3 separate regions of the Mus musculus genome follow, and regions 2 and 3 are each linked to region 1. The links are chromatin contacts, called in public promoter capture Hi-C maps. All regions are on one chromosome and are shown on one strand. The core of a region is the stretch at or near the end of the contact, and the rest is flanking DNA. Distances in the headings are between cores, read along the strand shown.

Evidence for each region. Promoter capture Hi-C pulls out the DNA fragments that hold promoters and counts their contacts.
Region 2: a contact with region 1 is called in a promoter capture Hi-C map of pre-B cells. The contact joins the promoter of Nup160 here to the promoter of Psmc3 in region 1. A contact is called at or near these places in 5 of 39 promoter capture datasets (the HPC-7 cell line, cranial neural crest, fetal liver and 2 more), 2 of 484 Hi-C or Micro-C datasets (embryonic stem cells and pre-B cells) and 1 of 9 other capture datasets (embryonic stem cells).
Region 3: a contact with region 1 is called in a promoter capture Hi-C map of the HPC-7 cell line. The contact joins the enhancer-like site here to the promoter of Psmc3 in region 1. A contact is called at or near these places in 7 of 39 promoter capture datasets (the HPC-7 cell line, cranial neural crest, embryonic stem cells and 3 more), 1 of 15 datasets of contacts at CTCF or cohesin (large pre-B cells), 4 of 484 Hi-C or Micro-C datasets (the 63-12 cell line, the Ba/F3 cell line, liver and 1 more), 5 of 115 datasets of contacts at active chromatin or transcription factors (bone marrow-derived macrophages, embryonic stem cells, large pre-B cells and 1 more) and 4 of 9 other capture datasets (adipose tissue, embryonic stem cells, liver and 1 more).

What each region holds. Positions count from the first base shown.
Region 1 is chr2:91,052,449-91,055,502 of GRCm38.p6, forward strand. It overlaps Psmc3 (proteasome (prosome, macropain) 26S subunit, ATPase 3), which reads left to right and starts at 1,568. Exons shown (of 12, transcript NM_008948.2): 1 at 1,568-1,883; 2 at 2,127-2,210; 3 at 2,531-2,656; 4 at 3,010-3,054. The coding sequence starts at 1,800. It also overlaps Gm13778.
Region 2 is chr2:90,675,431-90,678,852 of GRCm38.p6, forward strand. It overlaps Nup160 (nucleoporin 160), which reads left to right and starts at 1,785. Exons shown (of 37, transcript NM_021512.2): 1 at 1,785-2,040.
Region 3 is chr2:91,474,596-91,478,003 of GRCm38.p6, forward strand. It overlaps Lrp4 (low density lipoprotein receptor-related protein 4), which reads left to right. Exons shown (of 38, transcript NM_172668.3): 7 at 111-230; 8 at 588-713; 9 at 1,671-1,796; 10 at 1,989-2,123; 11 at 2,503-2,628; 12 at 2,926-3,156. Among named protein-coding and RNA genes, the nearest start is that of Lrp4, 19 kb to the left of the region's middle. Within about 2 kb of position 2,011, at least 98 of the 459 cell types and tissues checked have an H3K27ac peak or open chromatin away from gene starts, as enhancers often do. A contact at or near this core is called in the 63-12 cell line, the Ba/F3 cell line, the HPC-7 cell line and 4 more, where this site is marked.

The DNA.
Region 1 (3,054 bases), core at 318-2,817:
AGTCTTTTGCCAGGTGGCTAGCTTTGCCACATATGAATCAAACTCCATATGGAGGGTCTTCAATGCCCATTATCTTTTTGAAATAATATTTAGGTAATGCCAGGAGCTGATGCATCTCAATTTCACAAAAAAAGCCTTGTTATTAAGACATCTTAAATGCCATATTCTATAGATCTCTGAAGTGTTTGAAGACCATCTATCGACATAGACTATGTTGAATAGGCAAGCATTGCTTGTTTATAGCTATTTACAACCTGTGTAACTTTGAAAACATCTTTAGACTAAATAAAGCTTATTTCTGTAATTAACTAAACTAGTATCTAACATGACCATAAATGTCATTATTTATGGGTAACTAATTACTAACTTGCCTTTCAGATTATCCTAAACAGTTTGTAATAGCAGCTTTCAGGGACTAGAACTTGGGCTGCAGAGATGGCTCAGTAGGTAAGACTGCTCTTCTGAAAGTCCCAAGCAACCACATGGTGACTCACAACCACCCATAATGAGATCTGACACCCTCTTCTGGTTCATTTGAAGATCGCTACAGTGTACTTATTTATAATAATAAATAAATCTGCCAGTCAGTGGTGGCCTTTAATTTCAGAACTTGAGAGGCAGAGGCAGAGGCAGAGGCAGGTGAATTTCTGAATTCAAGCCAGCCTCGTCTATAGAGTGAGTTCCAGGACAGCCAGGGCTACACAGAGAAACCCTGTCTCGAAAAATCAAAATAAATAAATAAAATTTTTTAAAGGACTAGAACTTTACAGCACATGAGTTGTGTAGATATAATACTTTAAACAAGAGTAGAAACATATATACAGTACATTGTAACAAAAATAACTTCCCTATGTGGACAGTTAGATCTGCATTAATATTAGTAGAAGCAATGGTTTATCTGGGTTTTGTTAGGCTATTTTTGTTTAAGACTCACAGTGTGACCAGAATAGCTAGAAATACACTATGTAGCACAGGGTGGCCTTAATATGCAGCAATCCTTCTGCTTCATCTTTGCAGTGGCTCAGTGTCTGTGATGACAGGCATGTGCCATCAAACCTAGCAGTTTCTTTTCAACCTTTCTCTTTCTTTCTTTCTCTTTCTTTCTCTCTCTCTCTCTCTCTCTCTCTCTCTCTCTCTCTCTCTCTCTCTCTCTCTCTCTCTCTCTCTCTCTCTCTCTCTCTCTCTCTCTCTCTCTCCCTCTCCCCCCCCCCTCTTCCTCCCTCCCTTTTGTTTTTGGTTTTTGAGACAAGAGTTTCTTTGTGTAGCCTTAGCTCTCCTGGACTCACTCTAGACCAGGCTAACCTTAAACTCAGAGATCCGCCTACCTCTGCCTCCAGAGTTCTGGGACTAAAGGCATGCGCCACCACACTGGACATTTTGCAAATCCGTGAATTCCAAGTTTACCTGGGTTCTTAGATTGCACCGGCACCTGTGCAAACTCCTTTTCAGTTATCCGCCAGGCTAAAAACTGCATTTCCCGAAAGACTCCGCGGCTTTCTCCTGCCTCCCGCCTCTTCCGGTTGTGCAGCAAGCCCCGCCCCGCCTGTACGCCGGCCAATAGCAGCCCAGCCCTCGCTCCCGCACAAACCGGAGCAACCGGCGAGCCACGGGGCGGGCCCTGTAGCCTCGGTTTGGTTCGTGGAGTCCCAGCGGCAGATTCGCTCGGAGACGCGGACAGAACCCGTTCTGTCGCGTCAGGAATCGCGGGTGAAGTTCTCCACGGGTGGAGAGAAGACGTTGAGAAAGGCTGCGCTGGGCTCCCTCAGGGGCTCGTGCGCACTCCCAGTTTCGGCCTCTTCATGCAGGAAATGAATCTGCTGCCGACGCCCGAGAGTCCAGTGACTCGGCAGGAGAAGATGGCGACCGTGTGGGATGAAGCTGAGGTGAGTGTTGGGAGACCTGAGGGGCGTCCCAAAGTTTGGGCTATAAGGTTAGACGTTCTTGGAGGCCGGGAAAGGAGGTGGCTGGAAGGCCAGGTCCGGTCTGGACTGGTTGCAGAGCTTCTTGGGTTGTCCCGACTTCATCCTGCTGTTGGGTTAAGGAAGCAGGCGCTGAGGGGGCTGTGGGACCGTGGGATGGCAGCTCTGAGTTACAGTAAATAAGTACTTCTTCTCTTATTTGAACAGCAAGATGGCATTGGGGAGGAGGTGCTCAAGATGTCCACGGAAGAGATTGTCCAGCGCACACGGCTGTTAGACAGCGAGATCAAGGTGGGCTCCTGGCTCCGGTGCAGGCAGCGGAGTTCTCAGATCTCCATTTTACAGATGAGGAACCCGAGGCTCAGAGAGGGATGAATTCACACTCAAACCCATGGAAAATACCTAGCCCTGTCCCACAGCCGCTTTGTCAGGAGGTTTTCCCACTGGCCTCTTGTCCTGACCTCTGCAGTTTGGACATGTACAGGCTGGGCCTTCAGAAAGCCTGAGATCTGGTTGGATGGGTCTCCCGGGTAACCTGGACCTCATCTATTAGAGGGCTGTAATGAATGCAGGCTGAATCAGGGTTGAACATTGGTTTTCTCTTATCCCAGATCATGAAGAGTGAAGTATTGCGAGTCACCCATGAACTCCAAGCCATGAAAGACAAAATCAAAGAGAACAGTGAGAAAATCAAAGTGAACAAAACCCTGCCGTACCTTGTCTCCAATGTCATCGAGGTGTGTGTCTGTGTGTGGGAAGAGGAGGAGGCAGGAGGCTTGGAGACATCTAGGGATGGGGCCCATAGGGTAGAGTGTAAAAAGCAATGTTTAAGTCTGCAAAGACCTTAGAAGTGTCACAGATTTCTGCCATTTTCTTCTTTTGTTCCTTCTTGGGGCAGATGAACTTTGCAAACAGAAGCAGCACCTCAACAAAGGTGTTGTCAACCCCCTAACACATCATCTATGTTTATTAAGCTTAAGGCTAGACTGAGGAGGGAAGGAAGGCCTGTGGCCTTGTGGGTTTAGGGAACTGTTTGAGCACACACAGTAGTGGATTTTGGGAAGGGAACTGAGCCTATTTTCTTTCTTAGTTGCTGGACGTTGACCCCAATGACCAGGAGGAGGATGGTGCCAAC
Region 2 (3,422 bases), core at 535-3,034, 380 kb before region 1:
AGTTTCAGGGAAGCTCGGGCTGCATACTGAGACCTTGGCAAATAAAGAAACAAGAAAACAAAGAATGTATTCAGGTCTTTCAGCACTGAGCTGTAAGGAAAGACAGTTAACATTAATGCAAACTATTCAGGAAGAAAGGAAACATCTTTAGACCATGACACAGGCATCTCAGACACTGCTTGCCTGGTTGTCCTGTGATATTTCAGCCATATCTTTACTGTAACTATCTTGTATAATAATTACCATACCTTACCATTATCTCTACTTCCCCTTTGCAACCCCCACTAAACTGAGAGAAACTCAAAAGCAGAAAACTTGAAATTTTTGTAGTGTTTAAAGATATTTTAGTTGGGTGGTGGAGAAACACCTTTAATCCAGCACTCGGGAGGCAGCAGGCAGGTGGATTTCTGAGTTCGAGGCCAGCCTGGTCTACTGAGGGAGTTACAGAACAGCCAGGGCTACACAGAGAAACCCTGTCTCGAAACACAAGAAAGACAAGGTATCTGGCTGCTTAGCCTATTTTGGGGGATCATTATAACCCAGTGCCCAACATGCAATCAAGACTGAAAAAATAAGTGTGGGACAAACCAATATGCTTCCAGGAACTGGAAAGCTACTTACTATGATTAATAGAACAGCATGAAGATAAAAACCAATATTTAAAAATCTAGAGAAATAGAAAAAAATAATAAGCCCTTTGCACTGTGGCTAGATCTCAAGTCATTGCTATTATCACTTTTGAAAGTCACTGGCCAAATGACAGGAAACCACATTCCTGGAACCCCCGAAATAAAGTAATTACATTGAAAGTGCTCACTGAAAAATAACACTAATTTCCACTGAAAGAAATTATTCCACTGAATAATTCAATAATTTCCATCGAATTACCACCCAAAAAAAGTCACTAAGTTCGGGCAATGTAAAGTGTTACTGTTAACTTACTGCAATTCACCTTGAATTTACTGTAACATGAACCAAAGGTCAAAGACAGCTTGAAGCTTGGAAAACATCACATCTCAAGTTCTATTCAGCCATAAACAAGAAGAAAATCATATCGTTTGAATGAAAATGGTTACGTTGGGGATCATCATTATTATTAATAAAGGAAGGCACAAAAATGCAAAATCTAGATTTAAATATATGTATACATGACATAAAAGGGGAGGGGAGGACTATTATTTGGGAAGAGGAAGGGGAACAGTAAGAGGGAAAGGGAGGACAAGATTTGCTAACAGGTGAATGTGAACAAAGTAGGCTAAAGTACATGTATGAAAATGTCATATGATGTCCATCATTTGTAAAATGAATAATAACATTAATAAAAAAGCAAACACACACTCTAATAAAATCTTCTGCCTACGTCTGTGAGACAGGGTTTGATGTAACCTAGGCAGGCCTCACACTTACTATGTTGCTGAGACTAGCCTAGAATGCCTCCACCCTCCAAGCACCCAGGATGACAGGTGTGGGCCACTATTCCCAGCTTCATCATGGACCCCCCATCACCCTCCTTTGCCCTTCTTCCCAACTAGTTCCTCTTCCACTTTCATGTCTTTTCTATCTGTGACCCACTGGGTTTAATTAGAGTTGCTTGAATGAGCATGGGAGGGAGTCTTATTTATAGGAGCACCGGCAACTAACCAGCAAATACACCACTGGAGAAAATTACTCCTCCCTCACAGCAGCCACTGACTTTACCTACGGCTCCTCGGGGAGCGATGGGGCCTCAAAGTCCAACCCCCACCACGGAATGTTGACAGGCCCTGTCTTTTGTGTAGGTAACCACAGTTATGATCTCACGAGAGCAGCCACCATGCTGTGTCCAGGAGGCAGTGTCGTTACAGCACACCTTCCCGTTCATCTTGCATTCTTTCTGCCTTGATAGAGATTTTGAATATGTGGGGGAAATGACACTAACAACAAGTTCCCCAAAACATATCTCATTCACCTAGACCAGGCTGGCCTTAAATTCAGAGATCTACCTGCATTTGCCTCCTGTGTGCTGGGGTTCAAGATGTGTGCCACCAAGCCGCACAACAGGTAATCTTTTAAAAAAATATTTTTTAAATTGTGTGTGTGTGTGTGTGTGTGTGTGTGTGTGTGTGTGAGCTTCCCTCTCAAAAAAAAAGTCTCTGAAGCAGAGATTTACACACAGGAAGGAGCACACAGTGTGCTCACAGAACAGCATTGCTAGGGGAGTGAAGAAAGCAGGATTAGGCAGAGAAAACTGAACTGAAATTGACCAGGATGGACCTAGATGGAAGCAAGGGACCAGGACCTTAGGCTTCATCTTGATCCACTGAGATGCATCCACTGAGTGCAGACATAACTCCCTTTTTGCCAAGTACAGAAGGACAGGGGTTAGCAGGGCTCTAGGGGAGACTTTATCTTAGTGAGATTTAGAGGAGTAATTTAGTAAAAATGGAAAAATTAAAGATGCTAAAATGAGGAATAGACCGAAGGTCAAGGTAGGGAGGGTGTCTCTCTATAAGTTCAGACACAGTTCAATGTACAGAAACAGAAGCATAAGGCTATAATTGCTGGTAGGAAAATATGGTTGCAGGGCAAGTTGTCTTCTTTTGTGAGGAATGGGGACGTCAAGACAGTTTCTGTTGCCCTGGTTGTCCTGGAACTCACTCTGTAATGCAGGCTGGCCTTTAACTCACAGAAACCCACCTACCTCTGCCTCCTGAGTGCTGGGATTAAAAGCTGCTTTTTGTTTGATTTGAGCCAGGGTTTTAGGCAGCCTCAGGCTGGCCTTGATCTTGACATAAATTGGAGGATAATCTTGAACTCCTGATCTACTTGCTTCCAAAAGCTGCTGTCAGTGTGCCACTATGCCCACTCGGCCGACTTCAGAGTAAGCTAAGAATGAGTGGGGGTGAGGGCTGGAGACATGGCTCAGCGGTTAAGAGCACCGACTGCTCTTCCCAAGGTCCTGAGTTCAAATCCCAGCAACCACATGGTGGCTCACAACCATCCGTAATGAAATCTAGCGCCCTCTTCTGGTGCATCTGAAGAGAGGTGTGGGCAGTGACAATCACGAAATAGTCATTAAGGCAATAAATGGTCAAGGGAAATGCAATTGCTGGGGCAGAATTATGGAACTTCGCAATGTTGTGATTCTGATGGAGTTGCCAACGAACATGTTCAGCTGTAAGCCTGAAGTTGTAGTTTAATTTATTTACTCATTCATTTACAAAGTCTCACTATGTAGCCCCAAACTGGCTCTGAATGATCAATCTTCAACCTCCAGAGAATACTGACCGATCCCAGAAAGAAATTCACAAACAATTCCTTGCACGTTTGCAAACTGTACTGTATTTTCGATAACTTCAAGAAGGTTGGGGCATTAATATTTAATTCAACGCATCCGACCCGTGTCGCTCAGAGTGGCAAGTGTCTGTAATCCTAGTACTCCG
Region 3 (3,408 bases), core at 761-3,260, 420 kb after region 1:
AGGAGCTGGAGTGTTGGGAGGGGCGGGAGATGGGACTTGGGACTTTCTGCTCTTCCACGAGGTGCTGTGTGCACGGTCTGGCTAGAGACAGAAGACCTTTGTTTCCCCAGCCTCCCACCAGCCCTGCCGCTCTGGGGAATTCATGTGTGACAGTGGCCTGTGCATCAACTCGGGCTGGCGCTGTGATGGTGATGCAGACTGTGATGACCAGTCTGATGAACGCAACTGCAGTGAGTTGGGGGTAGCATCAAAGGCTTGGGGGGCCAAGGAGAAGGGTTTGGGTGCAGATAGAGCATGAAGACATAGTGAACAGCTATACAGTTGTGTGGTTGTATGCTGCACAGAGGCACTATATCTAAAGGATACCTGTCGCCTAGTAGTCCACAGACTTGTAGACACACCATGGCAGTTAAAATAGTAGGCGGAAGTAAGGGACTCTGAGGAAAGGTCACCTGGTTCATAAAGAGATACCTTCTGCAACACCACCATCAAGAAGAGTAGCCTGTGTACTTTGGGAGGCAGAGAGTTTCAGGCTGGGGTGGGAGGACCAGCCTTTCTTCCATTAATTAGGTCTTTGCTCTGTCCAGCCACCTCCATGTGCACAGCCGAACAGTTTCGCTGTCGGTCAGGCCGTTGCGTCCGTCTGTCCTGGCGCTGTGATGGGGAGGATGACTGTGCGGACAACAGCGATGAAGAAAACTGTGAGAACACAGGTGGAGTCCCCAGCGGTATCCCCGCCCTGCCCTAATGTTGGGAGTGGGAGGCAGAGAAGCAAAGGGAACATTGCCATTGCTTTCAATGGCCTGGACTTGCCCTGCCCTTCCCAGTGAGTAGGGTCAGATCCAGCTGTTGGAGCAGGGGAGATAGCACTTGCTATGCAAGCACAAGGACCCAAGTTCAAATCCCTAGCACCCAAGTTAAAAAGCTAGGTATGGCTGTGAGTGCCTGTAACACCACCGCTGGGGGGGGAAGAGAAAGTCAGACCCCTGAAGCTCATTAACCAACCAGCCTCACCAAATGGCCAGCTCCTGATTCAATGAGAAACCTTGTCTCAAGGCAATAAGACAGAGAATGAACGATAAAGTTATCAGATATTGTCCTTGGCCTCTGCACACACAGGTATGGGCACACATACCCATATTCATAGTCACATGCGTGTACCACACATCCACACAACATATCACATACGTACACACACATGCACATGCACAATCCAGATGCGCTGAGGAACTGTGTACAGTTCTTGAACACAGAGTCAAGGCTGTGAGTCTTTGCAGCTGCTCAAATTCTCACTTCCAATCTGGCCTTGGGAGGAAGGGCTGTTGTCCAGCCAGTAGCCCAGTGTCTACTTCCACTCTGCAGGAAGGACTGGCAGTCTCTGCGTCTGCTCCCCGCCCACCCCACCAGTCCCTGCTAAACCTGGTTCTGACTACAAGACTACACTCCGACTCTGTTCCCATCACTCATCCATCGTGGAATCCCAGGGAGAAAACAAACTCAGACACTCAACCAGCCTTGTCTGAGCTGTTTCCTGCCTCGGACCCCATCCCTCCCACCTTGACGCTCAGCTGGCTCCACTTTACCCTAGAAAATGACAGGCTCCTGTCCCTTGTGGACTCAAGCCCTGCCCTCCTGTGACCTGACTCTCCCCCTCCTCCCTCTCTTTCTAGGAAGCCCCCAGTGCGCCTCTGACCAGTTCCTGTGTTGGAACGGGCGCTGTATTGGGCAGAGGAAGCTGTGCAACGGGATCAACGACTGCGGTGACAGCAGTGACGAAAGTCCACAGCAGAACTGTCGTGAGTGTCTCTAGCGGGTGGGCCCTGCCCGTGGTTTGTGGCTGAGCCCCACCCCTAGGGTTCAAAGGGAGGCCTCCCTTGGGACTCTCACAGTTTTTGGGAGCTGTTCTTCGTGGTCCAGGTGGAATGCCAAGTTGGCTGGACGGGGGTGGATTCTGGGCTCGGCTCCCAACTCTGGCTTGGCTGTCACAGGGCCCCGGACGGGTGAGGAGAACTGCAATGTTAACAACGGTGGCTGTGCCCAGAAGTGTCAGATGGTGCGAGGGGCAGTGCAGTGTACCTGCCACACAGGCTACCGGCTCACAGAGGATGGGAGAACGTGCCAGGGTGAGCTGGGGCCTGTTGGGGGTGGGGGGAAGGAGGGGAGGGAAGCTGGGTGACATATCAGATGGGTGTGACCTTGACTCATCGTTACACTGACCCTGGGAAGTAGGGATCATTTCTCTCATTTTGCAGATAGGGAAACAGAAGTGCAGAGAGTATAGGTAATTTACCCAAAGCCACACAGATAGTAAGCAGCCGAGTTGGAGTTTGAAATCTGAGACTCCATGACCTCAAAGCCCGAACCACTGGTTACACAGTTTCCCTCCTGGCTGTGGCAGTGGATGGGGATATGGAGCTGTGACCAGGGAGACAATGGGGTGGCTTAGGAGTGTGTGGGAAGATGGTTGTAGGCAGGCTTCCTCACCCTGCCTGGTATCCACAGATGTAAACGAATGTGCTGAGGAGGGGTACTGCAGCCAGGGCTGCACAAACACTGAAGGGGCTTTCCAGTGCTGGTGTGAAGCAGGGTATGAGCTACGGCCCGATCGGCGCAGCTGCAAAGCTCTGGGTAAGGAGGGTTGGCACTTGCCTGGGTGGGCGGAACAGACAAAAGCCAGGTGTTAGAGCTGAGGGATTTGCTAAGATGTAGACTGATTTTTTTGCAAATTGCAATCTGGGCGCCAAGTGAAAGGCGATTGGGTTTGGGGTTAGAAAGGATTCTAGTGTTCTAGTCCAAATTTCAGCAGCTTGGGACATGCTCTAGTGGGCAAAGGGCCCCAGCTATGAGCTGAGGCCCTGAGGGTGCATGCTGATGGGTATCTGTGGCTCTGAGGCCCAGTGGGTCCTATTTCTATGCTGTGTCCAGGGCCAGAACCTGTGCTACTGTTTGCCAATCGTATCGACATCCGGCAGGTGCTCCCGCACCGCTCCGAGTACACGCTGCTACTGAACAACCTGGAGAACGCCATTGCCCTCGACTTTCATCACCGGCGGGAGCTGGTCTTCTGGTCGGATGTCACCCTGGACCGCATCCTCCGTGCCAACCTTAATGGCAGCAATGTAGAGGAGGTGGTGTCTACTGGGCTAGAGAGCCCAGGTAGGAAAACAAGGCCCTGAGTGGAGAGCCTGGAATGCCATGTGCAAAAAAACACAGCGGAAAGGGGGGGCCGGGCCAGTGTTTCCAAAGTGCACAAAGCAGAAGGCCTCTTCCAGTGAAATCTTGGGTGAAACTCTCAGATAGGAACCAACTGAGGAGTTGAAAATGCTGCTCAATTGGTAGAGTGCTTGCTTAGCATGAACACAAAGCTCTAAGCTTGATTCCCCAAGCACTGCATAAACCAGACATGAT